Linked DNA regions of Gossypium hirsutum: regions 1, 3 and 4 are each linked to region 2. Evidence: chromatin contacts called from public Hi-C data. All regions are on one chromosome and are shown on one strand. The core of a region is the stretch at or near the end of the contact, and the rest is flanking DNA. Distances in the headings are between cores, read along the strand shown.

The links. A called contact is a pair of places that touch in the nucleus more often than the background predicts.
Region 1: a Hi-C map of leaf shows a contact between it and region 2, with 2.5 times the contacts expected there. The contact joins the promoter of LOC107892181 here to the promoter of LOC107892185 in region 2. A contact is called at or near these places in 11 of 34 Hi-C or Micro-C datasets (callus, hypocotyl, leaf and 1 more).
Region 3: a Hi-C map of leaf shows a contact between it and region 2, with 2.8 times the contacts expected there. The contact joins the promoter of LOC107892178 here to the promoter of LOC107892185 in region 2. A contact is called at or near these places in 2 of 34 Hi-C or Micro-C datasets (both in leaf).
Region 4: a contact with region 2 is called in a Hi-C map of leaf, with 2.4 times the contacts expected there. The contact joins the promoter of LOC107892180 here to the promoter of LOC107892185 in region 2. A contact is called at or near these places in 2 of 34 Hi-C or Micro-C datasets (callus and leaf).

What each region holds. Positions count from the first base shown.
Region 1 is chrD09:11,816,993-11,819,774 of Gossypium_hirsutum_v2.1, reverse strand. It overlaps LOC107892181 (cytochrome c1-2, heme protein, mitochondrial), which reads left to right and starts at 1,425. Exons shown (of 8, transcript XM_016817191.2): 1 at 1,425-1,594; 2 at 1,993-2,076; 3 at 2,613-2,782. The coding sequence starts at 1,478. It also overlaps the pseudogene LOC107893006.
Region 2 is chrD09:11,508,460-11,511,159 of Gossypium_hirsutum_v2.1, reverse strand. LOC107892185 (transcription factor GTE8) reads left to right here and starts at 1,273. Exons shown (of 11, transcript XM_016817196.2): 1 at 1,273-1,629; 2 at 2,370-2,700. The coding sequence starts at 2,442.
Region 3 is chrD09:11,891,110-11,893,809 of Gossypium_hirsutum_v2.1, reverse strand. LOC107892178 (phosducin-like protein 3) reads right to left here and starts at 1,359. Exons shown (of 4, transcript XM_016817187.2): 1 at 306-1,359. The coding sequence starts at 547.
Region 4 is chrD09:11,856,480-11,859,179 of Gossypium_hirsutum_v2.1, reverse strand. It overlaps LOC107892180 (protein TPLATE), which reads right to left and starts at 1,407. Exons shown (of 7, transcript XM_016817190.2): 1 at 171-1,407. The coding sequence starts at 1,292.

The sequences.
Region 1 (2,782 bases), core at 176-2,675, 310 kb before region 2:
GCTGATGGCATTTGTTCCCATGCCAAATCTGGTGCTGGTAAATCCGCAAATGTTGCTGATAAAAATCTCTTCTTTTTCCCAATCTAAAATTTTACAAATAACATAGCAAAAAAAAAAATCTATCACCAAAAGAACAAATTTTTAAAGAGAGGGAAAGACAAAAAAAAGACAAAACCTTGTCGTCAACGTTGTGTTGTTGTTGTTGAGAAACAAAGATACGAGGTTTTTGAGACACCCAATTGGATGCAAACCTAAGATATGAAGAGCTAAAAGAAGAAGAAGATGCCCACAAGAGATCTACAATGCAAGCCAATCCCAAAAGACAAAAGAATAGAACAAATATAAATTTTGTGTAACTGTTGTTGCTCTTGCTTTGATGTTGATGGTGGTGAGGTAGATTTTTGCCCATTTTTCTTTTTGCAGGTTCATAAGAGTATTGCTCATCTCCATTTATTTATTAGAACGTAAAGGGAATACAGGGGTTGGAGGAGAAAAAAGAAAGACAGCTTGAGACAGCAGTAACTTTGAACTCTGCTCAAAATGTTGGGCGCCAATGGTTTTTCATTGCCTTTTGAAGTTCACTAATTCTTGGGTAAATTACATCTCATATCCTAAATTATGCTTCAAAATTTACATTAGTCCTAAACTATAATACTCAAAGTATCGGTTAGGTCCTTTTAGCATTTGGATAACTTGGGAATCGTATGCCACGAGTGTTTTAAAAATCAGGATAGTGGTTGAACGGTTTAAACTATGTTCAACATTCGATTTGATCAATCATATAAAAATAAATAATAAAAATATTCATAAAACATAAAAAATATATATAAAATCCGTTCAACTGATTCAAATTTTTGACTTTTTGTTCTGACTTCCAATTTTTTATTAGTTTTGAGCAGTTCATTTAGAGGTCGATTCAACTTCTATATTCAGACTAGTATATCAATCAATTCGGTTCAAATAACACTAAATATTACATAAAAACTATATTTTTTATTAGACTCATGCTTATTTAGCATCCAAATTAATAATTAGATTAACGAAAGAACCTAATTGATATGATACTAATATTTTAAAAACTCAATTCGAGCATTTTAAAATTTAGAACTTGTTTAAAACATGAATCATAACTTGAGGATGTACTGTGGAATTAATCCTTTAATTTTATGTGTCTTCCGAGGTTGAAAATTCAAGGGCAATCCTCGGCAGTTGTTTTCATGGTCGGTCGGTGGATGCAATGGGCTGTCTCTGCAAGGAAAAAAGGGGCCTGTCTGTTTTCTTTTTATTTATTTGTGGAGTCTCCTTTATGGGCTGGTTTTATTGCTGTCCACTACTTGGGTCTCATGTCACTGAAAAGACCAAACACAAGACCTGGCAGTTTTCAAGGCCATCCTAAAAGCCCAAAACCTTACTGTCTGTTGGTGGACACGCGACTCGACTAAATCTCAATCACTGTTTTTTTTTCCTACTATAATTTATGCTGTTTTCTCTTATACTTTCCGTTTTGTTCCTTTGGATCTGTGAGGCAGCCGCCGGTTCCTTTGACCACCACCACCGCCACCTCTCTGTGATCAACCTTCACTCTCTTTTTCAAGTTAGTTCTCTGTCTTATGCTCTCTTCACATCTTCTTTTAATCTTTGGGTTTATTATTTTTATTATTTTTTCCTCCATAGTTGTTGGATCTGCCCCCAGATCCTCTATGTTAGGGTTTTCAAGTTCCTCCTTTTTTCATTTTAAACTTTAACCTTTTTTTGGCTTCCTTATGCTATTCCTTTGATTGGGTTTACTGTTCTTTGTGTATTGTATGTTTATCCTTTGATTTTATGATTACCCACTTGTTTCAACACTGTTAAAGCTTTTCCTTTTTGTAGAATTTAATGATTATTTGACTGAAAAAAAGGAACCTTTATATGAATTCTCTTTTTAATCTCATTTTGTCCTTTTTTTTTAACATTTTAATTGTAAATATACATTTGCTTATTAAGTTTCAGCTGAACTTTTCAGGGAAATTAACTGAAATGGCTGGAGGATTAATCCACCAGGTTTTAAGGAGGAAATTTCAATCACAGTCTGCTGTAAGATTCTTTCCTAGTTTTCCTTCATTGATGTTAAACTTATACTTACCTATGGAATGAGGTCATGAAGACCATGCAATCTACATGGTTCTTACTGGATTTTCTTACATAATCTAGAAATATTTTGCTACATGGATTCTAGTATTTGTTGAATTGTAGCAAGTTTTCATTCATTGATCCTAGTTTTCTACTTTCCTCAAGATGAATTCTAACTTTTAAGGCAAGCTTTGTCCAATTGCGGTATGTTTTCATCCTATATTACTCTTACTTGGGTGCTAATGTCTGATATGCAAGTGTGCATTGAGATGGGTATGATCAGATTTTTTAAAGTTTTTCCATGTATTTGGAGTATCCTTGGATGTTTATCTTCATACTCAAGTGTCGGATACGAGTCTTGGACATGTGTACTTCATGAACAATGAAGAGTCAGAGCAAAAAAAGTTTTCATCTCTGAATAATAATGAAAAGTTTCTATAGGATTTAACCTGGAATGGTTTTCTCCCAGTTACCAATACTTGTTCTGTATTATTGCTCAGGTTCAAGCTTTATCATGGTTTTCATCAAGGAAAGTTAATGACGATGCGGGTTCTGCTGGTATGAGGACTGTTGCACTCCTTGGAGCTGGTGTTTCAGGTTTACTAGGTTTTGCAACAGTAGCATCTGCTGATGAGGCAGAACACGGTTTAGGAGTTGCAAATTATCCTTG
Region 2 (2,700 bases), core at 24-2,523:
TAAAGTACACAAGTCATACATATATAGTCATTCATTTACTCAAGATTAAGGTAAGTCGCACAATGAATAAAAAAATAATCTATAAATAGATTTAATATTATTTCATCTTGAGTTCAATCCAATGCATTATCAATCCAAATAACCACATTAATATCTCTATCTTGGGAGTCAATTATGCTTTGGTAGTCGAGATAAGTTATATCCCATTTGAACTTATAGACAATATAATAGTCCTAACATGAGTCAATTGCTTGTCATGCCTAAATTTGATAGTCACTATCTTATCAAGGTTAGAGATGAACATAACCTTTGTTGACGGGACTGACTTCATTTTTTTGTTTAACTTTTCATGGTTTGTTATCCATGAAGAGGAAAGGAGAGAGATTACCATTTCTCTAATCGCAACCTTTGAAACATGTACAAAAGTAATTGAGTTTTTTCAGGTGTCGAACTTTACAAATGAAATATCGTATTTATAGGATTAAGCTATCGATTACATAATCTTGAATTCCATAAGCGATATTATAGCGGAGAGCGAATTGGTTTGTGGTGTTGACCATTTTTGCTCAAACAAGAACTTTGAGACATTTGATAAGAGTTGAGTCTTTTATGTGCCATGTTGTATGTGGGAGGTTGAGTGAGGTTTCTATAATACCTACGTTGAATAAAAAAAAACAAAAGTTCTAATTTTTATTTAAATAATCTCTTGAAATTTGAGATTTAATTTTTTTGATTTCTCTATTTTTTATTATATTATTAAATTGATAACACTATTACTTATTGTTGTTATGACATAACTTTTAAATAAAAAATAAAAATATTAAAATAAAATATTTAACTAAAATGTGAGTTTTGTTATTAGTTGCACATAGTTGACTAGATTTTTCATGCAACTCAGATTGTGTAATTGAGTAATAATTTAAAAAATATATTATTATTTTAATGGTAGGATATTATAAGAGAAATAATAGGGAATTAAGGAACTATCCTAAGCAAAGTATATTGTAGTACATTGTCATGCAGTTCGTGAATCACTTCATTTAAAGGCGAAGTGAAAACTGAAAGATTCGGTAGCATGGAACTAGCCATTCGACATAGAGCACCAGCTGCTTTATTGCCTTCCCCGTATGTGTGAATGGTGCTATTAATGACATCATAAAAAAAATTATGGGAAATTGAAGTAGAAGGAATAGTAGAGGGCCTAAAACAATAATTGGCAAAGAACAATTTTGAATGATTAATTGTGCTAAATCAGCATGCCAAAATCGGACGTTCGAGATCGATCTTAAATCTGACCGTCCGATGACTTTCATCCTGAATCTAGCGGTCATAATTTCTCCAAAAGAAGCAAAAGCCCTTTAAATAGAGCGAAGATATACGAAGTTCAGCTCTTTTGCTGATCTCGCTAATAATCTTTTTCGATCCAAAATTTTAAAATTCAATAAAACATTTTTCCTTTCTATTTTAAGAATATTAATTATTAATTTCTCTAGGGTTTCTTGATCTAGAGTTTTCTCCTGTTTGTGCGTTTTTTTTGCTTCTCTCTTTTACTTTGTCGGCGAAACGATTGAGGAAGTGAAGAAAGGGTTCTCGACATAGGAGGAACAGTGAGCGAGCAGTGACAGACTGGTAATTGTTACTGGTTTCTTATGGGTTTTAGATTTCTTTTTGGATCCGGGTTTGGGTTTTATTCTTAGGGCGGGAGGGGTTTGATATTGGATTAGGGTTTTTGTTGTATCAAACTTCTTCTGTTGTAAAGATTTGAGGCTTTATCTAGTAAATGTTATTATATATTTTCAATTTAAACCAGTAAGCTAGTTTTTCTTCTCGCAATTTTAGCTTTCCATGCATGATTGAAATTTTATTAAATACGAATTTCGCGTTCTTGCCTTTTAGGTGTTTTATAGAGTTTAATATGGTGGGTTTTTTTATTAATTAATGTGGTGAATTTGGGGTTTGTAAAGATGGGTAGTGTAAATAAAATTCAGGATCTGGGTAGATGCAGGTAAGAGCTGCTTTAATTGAACTGTGAATAAGTTCAATTTATTCTCGTGCAGTTTAATTCCTTTCCCATTGTCGGGAAAAATTTAAATCTGGATTTATTCACTGTGGAATGGGAGAATTTGGTTCCTATTAATGTTCTCTAGTGTTTAATCTAGTGAATTTGTGTCTTTCAAAAGATAAATAGTTCAAGAAAGTATTCACAGTGGTTAAATATTTTATATTTGGGTAAGTGCGGTGGGAATTGATTTAAACTTGTTTAAAACTTTTACTGACCTTTACTCTAGTAGTTGTAGTTAAAGGGTGGATTTATAGTTACACTAGAAAATCAGATGGGATAATTTTGCTCCTATGGCTGATATCTTCAGAGTGCGGCAATTAAGTCAGCAGCTCCTTTACACTGAATAAAGGGATATAAGAAGAAAGGTGCTTTGGCTAAGATGTTGACAAAGTGCGATAGGTTTGCAGGAGAGTATTATTGTGGCCCGTATGAGCCTCCTGGTGAATCAGAGGGATCTGGTAGCTCGGGAAGAATCGATATGGAGATTACTGCTTCAGAAGATTCAAGTGCACTGAAGAGAAAATGTATCAGTTTGAACCCTGATAAACATGGCACCTTTGGTGTCCGTACGGAAGTGTTATCACTGTCAAAATTGTCACAGTTTGAAAGAAAGGATTTGATGCATAGGTTGAGACATG
Region 3 (2,700 bases), core at 110-2,609, 380 kb before region 2:
TCCATAGCTAATAAAAATCCAGTCACAAGGCAAAAGTTCCAACAATTTCGCAATCGTGAATTTGATGCAAAATGAAGAACAAAAAAGATATCACCAGAATTAATCCTAAAGCTATCATGCTTCAACGTGAAACTTCCCTTTCAGCTCATAAATCTAACAAATTTAACCAAATAATCTAAACCAATATTTTAATTCAATAAAAAAAATCACCTCTGAATCCAATTATCAAAATAATAACGTCTAAATCCTAAAACTGAAATCCGCAAAACAAATCCAATTAATTGAAGAAAAAATGTAAATGAAACCTGTATTCTTCAAGGAAGCGATCATCATCGAGATCATCTTCGAGTTCATCAAGTTCATCTTCAGTCTTGGCATCGACCCAAGACTTGTCCTTGGGGGCAGAATCCGGGTCGGGTGCGGGTTCGAAAGGAGGAGGCTTGAAAGCGGGTGGCTTTGGGGGTAAATTACCAAGCTTTCTTTGAATATCGTCCCATTGAGTGGAAGCACCTTCCACGTCTTTGTAAACGAAATGGTAATCCGCCATTGTTTTAAAGCTTTTTTCTCTATGTTTTCCCTTCTCAGATCCTTCTTTCTCTCTTTGGCTCTCTGCTTTTAAAGAACATAAAACGAAAAGGTGATATAATGGGGAAATTCTACAGAAAGCTAAAAAAAGCTTACCATAAGCTTCAAAAAGCAGGAGGCTTTAGATTCAAAAAAAAGAGAGGATAAAGCCTAAAATAAAAGCAAAACCGGGATTTACCGGTTATAGGTAATCAAATAAATTCACTAAAGCTAAAAAAAAAAAACATTTCTTCCCTAAGCCGTCGTTTCCCGTTCCTCGTCCAAACCAATTCCTGTCGGCCTTCCTTCCAACCCATTCCGGTCGACGCCACCGTCGTGTTTGCCGCTCTCCGACACCGGTCGAAGCCCGCTGCATCATCAATGCCGTAGATTTCATTTAAGGCAACGTTTTATGCCATCCCAGGCTTTCATCTTTTTCACTGCGGTTCTAACCGATCCCATTGGACATCGTTGTTGTGTCTTTCGCTTTCCGACGACTAACGAAGCCTAGTGCCGTAGGTTCCGATTGGTGCATTTTAGTCGTTCCTCTTCTTCCCCGTCTCTTTTGACAGCGGGTAATCTGTCAATTCCTTGTCTCTTTTCTTTTTCATTTTGAACTCCCATTTTGACAGTGGTTAAAGAATATATGATCTCTTTAAAACTCACCAAAAAATTGAAAGATAATTTATATTTTCAGATTGCTGTGTTGTTACTTATTAGTGTAATTAAATAAAATTGTTTGGAATGGATGAAATTATGATGGGTTTTCGGTGCTTTGAGCTTACAACTGAAATCAACTTGAGCATTCGATCCGAGCTATGAGATCTTAAATTCGTTCCCGGAGAAACTATAGCTGGTTACCATTCAATTCAACTATTAAGTTTAATACATATTCATCACATGATTTATAATCAGCTTACAAAAGTCTCTTTTGATAACTTAATGAGTTGGGGTTATGACCATGATAGATCCGTGTTGTGACATCATTGACATAGGCTCGGGGTTGCGACTTTAAATGCACAATGTGAAGGTAGATTCCTTCAACTCAACACGCAAAACATTGCATCCCATGTTGATGTTCAATTACACATCTCCATCCTTTAAAAGCTTTAAGCCATATATACAGATGTATCATTCCATAATCAAAACACTCCATTCACCATTTACAACCTTAAAATGGTTCAAACCTAGTTACATGTCATCTATTGCAATGTAAAGTATTGTACAAACATTGTTGGGCCGAAATTTTACGATCATACCTTCACATAGAATAAACAAACCATACACTGAACAATAAAACTTAGTGATTTTTTCATGATTTAAGTCAATATAACAATAACATTAATCAAATAAGTTAACATTTAGCCAAATCACATTCCATTTACGCCAAGAACTTCCATTAACATATAATGCATGGAAATAACAATTTTGTATAACAATTCATTTATCATTTGCATTAGAATTTATCATGTCATACCAGTCAACAATAAGGTACATATATTTTCATTTCATTTCATATCAATTTCTCATTCTTTAACTCATCTTATTCTCGAATCTATTGATTCGCTCTATTACCATATCAACCCTCCAGGCTTGTATAAATTCGTTCGTATGGTCTTTCACATTTTAAGTCATATTTTACATATATCTACATGTGTACCGGTTCATACTATCATTTCAATTCAATATCATTTATCGAGTTCATACTTTATACCCATATTAACCTGACTTGGATCTAGGACGGGTACATGCATTATCCAACCAACATACCAATTTGACATCCAGTAGTGTCTGATCGGAACGTCCAAAGTATATAAATTGTGCCTACCGCTTAAAGGTATAACCAAAGTAAAAGGTGTGTCCAGCACTCATTGGAACGTTTGAAGTAACATGCGTCCAACGCTCATTGACATATAGTCAAAGTATAACCCGTGCACAATCTAACCCTATAGCATACCAACTATGTTCGACTCTGCTTATAGTTAATAGAGTACCGATGATCCAATTTCATTTTATAATCAATTCACATATCAATTCATATTCAATATCATAATCTTTTTTCAATTTATCATCACTCATATATGTCTAATATCATAAAGCATGTTCATTCCATATTCATATATCATATCATGTAGC
Region 4 (2,700 bases), core at 158-2,657, 350 kb before region 2:
CATATATATTTCATTATTCTTTCCCAGTGTGACAGCTAACCTTGAAACGCTCACACCAGTAAAATTTCATAAACTCGCTATATCAATGACTCAGACCTATCTCTAACACACTAAGAAAACCAAATTTAATTTATGCAAAAGAATTGTAAAAAAGAAAAAGAAAAACACACCTGCATATGAAGATCAAGCAAATGAAGATTAGTAACAACGGCTCGAACAATACTTTCTCTAGCAGAAGCAAACTCCTGTCTATCCCAAAGTGTCAAAATGGCAATTATTGACTGTGAAGCCCACTCAGGCTTCCCTCCAGGCACATCAGCCAAATACAACATATTAATCCCGACGTCAAAAATCAATGCAGGTTCCAGCGAAGATGCCAGAAATGGAGCCAAATGAGTGACTAAATCCGACACACCAACTAATTTCTCCGCATTGGAATCCACCACAGTCCCATTCACTTTAGAACCCTTTGAAATCTTCCTTATAACTTCCAATCCCCCCGAAGCCACTGCCTTAACTGCAAAAACTAAAGGAAAAACAGTTGCTCGAAAACTCTCAACCGGCAGAATCAATGACCTTGCCATTAAAGTGCTGCGTTTTTTCCAAACGAAATCAACCATTGAAGAAACCCAATTTGACCTTATAGCCAAAGAATTTTCACTATCAACAAGCTTATCACCAGCTAATCTGCTCATCCTTTTTGAATCCAATTCCTGAAATAATCTCCCCACGGATTCAAATGCTACCTTCGAAACCGTGTCGGACTTGTCCAACATATTCTGCCCAATCCGAGCCCACCAAGCTGATACCTTATCGAGAAGATTAACATTGTTTTCACACAACGTTACGAGATCGTCTCTAGCGAGAACACATCCTAGAGTCTCGGTGATGGAGAACCGGAGGTTATCGGAAGGGGAATCGAAACAAGCAGAGATCTCGGCATTGGAATCGGTGATAAGTTTGGCGAGGGAATAAGAAGGGATGGCAGCGAGGATGGAGACTGCAGCAGCAACGACATCGGGATCGGGGAAGTGGAAGTCGTTACGGATGCCGGTGGAGACAGAATCCCAAAGGTCGGCGGTTAAACGAGTGGATCGGATGAGGTCGAAGGCGAGCTTTTTGCAGACGGCGGAAGCAGGGGCGGCGACGATTTCTTCAACGGCGGATTTGGCAATTATGGAAATGTCGCGACCGGCGGCGGATTGTTGGAGGGCGGAAAGAAGAGCGCCGGACTGGCGGAGAGCATCGTTTGAGCGGAGATCCGCTTGGATTTGAGCAAAAAGAATATCCATTAACAAAAAAATTCTTTAGGTTTCTCAATGGAACATCGGGATGAAGTTCGAACTAGTCAATTAGAAGATCTGATCTGATACAACGAAGAGGTGCAAGAAAGCAGTTATCAAAGTGAAAATGTTGGCTCCGGACCAGCTTGGCATTGTGGTTGAACCAAATTGGGCCGGGTCTGTATATGAACTTGCTTCGGTTTTCGGTTCGGCCTATGTTTGTTGGTTTGGGCTTTGGTTATTGGTTGTAAAATTTTTTTAAATATTAAATAATGTTATATATTTAATAGAAATATGTATTTTATTAAATTGAACAAATTTTAATATAAATTTAAGGGGGTAAATGTTTAAATTTCATGGCATATAATATTTTTTGGGGCAAATTATACAGTAGGTCACTCTAAAATAGTGTTGTTCTTATTTTGATCATTCTATTTTTTTATCAATTTAGTCACTCTAGTTAAGATAATTGCTTGAATTAGACACTATCGTTAAAAATTTTGTTAATTCACTAATGGATGTTGATGTGTCTTTATTTTTTTTTTCATTTGCAACATAATGCTAAAGTTGGTAAGTTTTCTCTTCTTCCTTTTTGTTGTTTGTTTGTTTCCTGGAAAAAGTACCAAAGGTAAATGAGGATAGTTTTGACTTGTTTGTTGATAATAGGTTTTACCGTGAGTAATTTGCTCATAGTGTTTATTTGTACATGCTTGATTTGTGCTCGGATTCAGCTATGTGCTTCTTGAAGATTCTTTGCAATTTCTTCAAGATCTAATGTTAGTATGGTAAGTTTTTCTTTTCTTTTCTTTTATTTAAGAAAATTTATTTTTTCCACTTAATTCTTAAATTTCTAGAATTGGGTTGTGTTGTGTTTTATTGTGCGTGTTTAGTTTATTAACAAATCTAGTTTTGTTGGGTGTTCAACTTTATTGATGAAAATAATGATTCCTCAAAAATATTTCTTGCCTTTTTTTTTTCTTTTCATAGTAATTATGTTAATGCTACTGGGTATTGAATGTTAAAAATGAAAAGATGATTTTGAGGGTATCCAAGGGAAGATTTTAAGGTATTTATAAAGGAATTTTTAAGTTTTTTCTTTTCTCCTTTGCATGTTAAGAGAAAATCAATTAAAGAAGAGAACAGAGTGATACAGTTACCTAAGCCAAACAAACAAGTCAACTATCCTATTTTTCTCTTTTACTTTTCCTAAGAAACAAACAACAACAAAGAAAAAGAGAAAACTTACAAACCTTAGTAAACAAAAAAAGAAAGTGTTTTGAACTAATTATAAAGAGGTCTCTAGCTATACTCAAAAGTAAAAAAAAAAAGCCATGTCAGCAATTCGTTAGTGGCTTAAAGAAATTTTTAACGACAGTGACCAATTCGAACAATTATCTTAATTAAAGTAACTAAATTG